Regions from separate parts of the Sus scrofa genome. Here region 2 is linked to region 1. A link is a contact called in public HiChIP or PLAC-seq data. All regions are on one chromosome and are shown on one strand. The core of a region is the stretch at or near the end of the contact, and the rest is flanking DNA. Distances in the headings are between cores, read along the strand shown.

Region 1 (2,526 bases), core at 15-2,514:
TTTTAAAGGTGGTTTAATAAGAGAAGACCGAAGACTTTTTTAAATACAAGGACCCCTTTATAATCGCATAAAATTTCCCAGACCCACACGTTTTTTTTTTTTTTTAGTGCTGGTCTCCAGACCTCACTCGTGCACAGCGAACAGATGGGGGCTCACTCCTCAAACCACAGTGCAAGGCGCTCTCTGCCCCCACCCCACCCCACCCCCGCAGCATATCAGGGATTGGAGGGCGCCTTGAACTTCCCTGCATAGACGCCTTCGCTTTCCAGCCTCCAGCACTGCAGTTCCCATCGGAAGAGCCTGGCTCAATATCTCATCTCGCGTATCAAGACCTGAATTCACTCTCAGGAGTCAGTTTAGATGTGACTCTCCCTGGAAACTTTCTCTTCCCTTCAAACTGTGTTCCCAGAAACCTCTGGAATTCCAGAACCGATGCTTTCATAGGAGGAAGTCCAAAATTGCAATGGCATTGCAACTCTGCCAATAACACACGAGGTAGCCTCGTAAAATAAGGCGGGTGCACCTGCTCTCAGGAGGCTCCTTTATGTCCTGGAGCTAAATGTTGATTTAACTCACCTGCGCGGTCCGTCGCCGCCTCCAAGAGCGCCTGGAAGCTCACCGCCCGCGACGCATGCACATTGTCCATTCTGCTCCCCCCGCGCCCCCGCTACGCTGCCGCCGGAACCGGCTGGATTCTCCCGCAGGCAGCGTGCCCCAGCCATAGGTCTTCCCTAGAAGGCGAGCCCACCTGTCCCCACTCACCCGCACCCTTGTCCCCCTCACCATCATTGGGATAGAAGAGCACTAGGAAGCGGGATGGGCTCCCCGGTTCCTGGAGGACCTCACACTCCCCGCCTCCTGATTTCTTCGGGCTCTGGAAGTACAACTGCAACTTGGTGCTCAAGTTCTTCGGCGGGTCGGGGCCCCAGGACCCTTCAACCAGCAGAGGGAAGGAGCCAGGCTCAGACATTCTCACCTTCGCAGGTTCAACTGCGACTGCCGGTCCCTCCCCAACTCCCAGCAGTTAAGCCTCTTTCGCTTTCGTTTCCGGGAAAACTCCTCCTGCCCTTAAGTTTTCACTTTTGGCTGTAAAGAGCCGCCCCAAGATTGGACTAGAGACCCCCCCCCAATTCTTCATCTTCATCTCTGGACCACACCAAAGGCTGGCATCGCCTTTGCAGCCTCCCTTTAGTTCCGAACGGAGGGCCCTAGGCTCAGCGCACCATTTGCCATTCACCCACACCACAGCTGAAATCAGCAGCCCTGGGTCACTAGACCTGTGCACACACAAAGATAGCTTCATTTTGGCCACAGGCCAATTTACAAACTGATTCTTTAGAATGTTTGGGGCCCATTTGGGGACTTCTTTCAACAATTTATTAGCATATTTTTAACCTTTCCTCCTTTTGCATTTTGTTCCCCGATCTGTGAATATTCTATGCCTAGAAATGCTGGGGAAAACAGTACATTCACAACGATTTTTTAATAAAATATTTGCTAGGTGCATGCCTTCAGAATGGATTCAACAGACAGACACAGTCTCTGCCCTCACTGGGCTCAAGAAGCTGTGGGACAGAGGAGTTAGAACACAGGAATAAGTGCTTTTGGAAGGAATATACAGGTGTTCCTGGAACAAGTTAGGAGGGGATCTTAGGCCAGGTGTGGGGGCTTGGAGGGTTTATGGAGAGGCAAGTTGTAACCTGAAGCCTAAGGGTGGTTGGGGATAACCTTGGAGGGTTGGGAAGAGGGAGTTCCCTGTGACATGCACAGGATCCCTTGGACTGCTGTGTGGTAGCCAGAGCAGAGGAAGGAGGCCAGTCAGGTGGCTACTGTAGCATCTCAGGCAAAAAATGAGGGTAGCTAGGACCAGGGATCTGGCAAGGACTGTCTCCTGGGTACAGGGGATGAGGTATAGAAGTAGGTGATTTTGAATGACTGCTGATGGGTAAGTGTGAGAATTCTCTTCTGATGGATTGTCTTTTCTCTGTGAAGGAGGTGCTGCAGTCTCTTAGTCTCTGCCAGATTAGAGCTGCTTCTCCCTGCAGGGCTGGACCTCACCTGTTATCTCTTAGTCACAATGAAACTAAATTTCAGGAAGAGAACCAGAGATGGGCCAAAGAGAGTTTCCTGGGCTTGTATTTTGGTTCCTAATAGTGCTTAAGGGTACTAGCTAGGTATTTTCTCCTGCCTCCAGCTTTCTTCCTGCAGGTGGCGCTTATCATCAGTTCAAACCACCCTGGACCCCAGCAAGGGGAAGTGGAGAGAAGGCAGAAAGCCCAGTCAGAGTTCTCAGCCACACCCTGGAATTTCTCATCGGGGTGTTCTCACCCTTTAACTCCAAGCCACAACTAAGTCAGCACCTTCCCCTCCCCAGTTTGGAGGTCCAGAATTGAGCAAACAGTTTATCCTCGTCCTCACACCATCATTTTACAAAAAAGAACAATCAGAGTGAAACTGAAACTGTGTAAGTTTTAGCTAGCCATTTCTGGATTTCTCTCCAGGATTTATTTAAGTATCAGCAATGTG
Region 2 (2,526 bases), core at 19-2,518, 290 kb after region 1:
AGTGTAGGGATTAACTCTAGAGATGATGGGGGTGGGAGCAGGCGGGAGACTCAGGTAACCTACGGGACAGGAGGTTACGAAGCTGAACGGATCAGGAAATGGGGGGACGTTCTAGAGATGACAGGTGAGCTCAGAGGGGATGGGGGTGGGGAAAGTGATCCCTGAGCATAGGCTCCTTAACTAGGTGGGAGCTGGGTGGGTGGAGAGCCAGGTGGAAGGGTCACTCGGAGATAGCCCTCAGTGCTTTCTTACCAGTGGCTCGCTAGGCCCCAGCTGTCTCCCACTATTGCTACTCTGGGAGTAGGATTCCAAACTACTTGAGGGGAATGCCTAATAAAACAGAGCACCTAACAGGCCTGAGGAGGCTGAAAGATTCCTTCATGCAAAGCGATTGCCCACCCCCAGCCGGGCCCGCGTCTCACCAGCCGCCAGGCGCAGGCTGCGGAGGCTCCCCATGGCCGCCCACTCCGCGGACCAGCAGAGAGGCCCAGGCCGGCGGTGGTGCGGCTGCGCTCTGTGCTCAATGTCACCCAGCGCTGAGAAAGTAAGGCCTCGAGAGGCACCGGCGGGCGGGGCCTGCGGGATGAGGGGTCGTGCTTTGCGCGCGGGGTTGTGGGCGGGGCGTGCGTGACGCGCAGAGCGTGCAGATCGTGCATGGAGGTCAGACTGTACCTTCTGCCGGCCCGCTGGGCTCCGCCCCGCTTGGCGCCTAATCCTGGACTTGTCCTTAAGAATATTCCTTTGGAGTTTATTGAAGGGTTTTGCAATGTTGCATCTAAGAAAGTACTCGTTTAAAATAGAAACAAAGTAATGTGCTTATTGTAGGAATTTTGTGAACTGTAGATCCCAAAGTCACACTGCCTCGGTAATTCAGTAAGTCAATACATTTTTTTTTTCATTTTTCAATGAATACGTATACGCCTGTATCAAAACTACATAACTGGGTTCCTAGTGACCAGTGTTTTTCACCTCTTGCTGACTTGCTACCTGAGAAATTCACATGTATGCTTCCTATGTTGTTTTCTATTTGCCTATTTTTTTAAAGTAGAAGTAAACACTTCATTATTTCCATACCTATTACCTTATTCATCCTTTACCCCACACTGCCAGAAACACCTTTTCTTTACATTTCTTGGTCGGCCCAAATTCTGAAAAGCTCCTTTGCTCTAGGGACTGGATGGAAGGGTTAAGAAAAACCTCACTTCGACTTTAGAGTTCCCCCTGGGACAACCTAGTTGGTGCGACCCGGAAACTGTTTTCCCTTTTTGTAAGAGAAAGGGATTGGAGAAAAACGATCCCTTAAAGTTCTGGCTTTCTTCGATCCATGTATCTGGGCCGGTTCCAAGAAGATATCTTAAAGGAACAGGAATAAAAAGATGGATAGCAGCGTTACGAGTTTCGGTGTGGGTGGCGAGCATAGGAAAAGACAAAGCTTGAGCTTGGCTGTCTCGAGTCCCCTAGTTGTTTTTGGTCAGGCGGCGCCGCGGACACCTTTGCTCCGCGGTGATTGGCTCGCGGCGGGGGCCTCGTGTTTGTCCAATATGGCGGCGCCCAGTGGCAGTGTGAACTGTGAGGAGTTCGCCGAGTTCCAGGTGATGGGTTTTTTTTCGTGTGGCAGGCGTGCCCCTTCTTTTGTTCTGGGCCCCTGTTCCCTGCTCTAGCTTGGAAGGGAGTGCGGACCAGTTGGGGCAGAATCGGGCAGTTCAAAACTCCTTTTTCGAGCCATTGGAGGTCATGGGGGCACAGCTTGGCCTTAGGGAGTGAGGGTGCTCCATTGGGGTCATGGTTCTCCCTGCGACTCCCAAGCCTTGATTAACTGCACCCAGGAACGCCAGGTGGTTCCTCGGCGGTAAAGCTGAACCCAGGCCGAGTGGGTAGGGGTTTTAACAACATTTTAGCCATCCACTGAACTCACTTCTTAGCTTCTGCTATTCTTCTCCTACTTTAAGTTAAGCATTTGTAGATGAGAAGAAACTGGAGGAGAGGTTACTTTTTTTTGTTTTGTTTTGATAAAGCAAAAACTTGTTTTACTATTGTGGTAGGGCAGAACATTTGGAGCCATGGAGGGGTGATTAATTCTAGTACTTGCTCTGGTTCTCTGCCTCCTAATCCTTAGAGAGAATGTAACATTTAGGAAATAGGCTCTTTTATATATTCAAACGCCAGAGGTCCAGGGCAACTTATTAACCAATGAATTAAAGAACAGGGTGTCTAGATTTCGACCAAGCTACTATGACGTTATCTGTTCCAATGTAGGCATAAATGTGCCACTGCCTAGATAGAGTTGAATTTAAAAATCGTGACTAGGAGTTCCCGTCATGGCGCAGTGGTTAACGAATCCGACTAGGAACCATGAGGTTCCGGGTTCAATCCCTGGCCTCTTTCAGTGGGTTAAGGATCTGGCGTTGCAGTGAGCTGTGGTGTAGGTCACAGACATGGCTTGGATCCCGCGTTGCTGTGGCCCTGGCGTAGGCCGGTGGCTACAGCTCCGATTGGACCCCTAGCCTTGGAACCTCCATATGCTGC

Evidence for each region. HiChIP or PLAC-seq counts read pairs in DNA pulled down with a chosen protein or histone mark.
Region 2: a contact with region 1 is called in an H3K27ac HiChIP or PLAC-seq map of alveolar macrophages. The contact joins the promoter of CCDC58 here to the promoter of PARP14 in region 1. A contact is called at or near these places in 1 of 47 Hi-C or Micro-C datasets (alveolar macrophages) and 1 of 2 datasets of contacts at active chromatin or transcription factors (alveolar macrophages).

Annotation. Positions count from the first base shown.
Region 1 is chr13:137,864,119-137,866,644 of Sscrofa11.1, forward strand. It overlaps PARP14 (poly [ADP-ribose] polymerase 14), which reads right to left and starts at 1,265. Exons shown (of 17, transcript XM_021070260.1): 1 at 784-1,265. The coding sequence starts at 970.
Region 2 is chr13:138,151,158-138,153,683 of Sscrofa11.1, forward strand. CCDC58 (coiled-coil domain-containing protein 58) reads left to right here and starts at 1,269. Exons shown (of 5, transcript XM_003358793.4): 1 at 1,269-1,592. The coding sequence starts at 1,377. It overlaps FAM162A (family with sequence similarity 162 member A), which reads right to left and starts at 555. Exons shown (of 5, transcript NM_001243573.1): 1 at 423-555. The coding sequence starts at 456.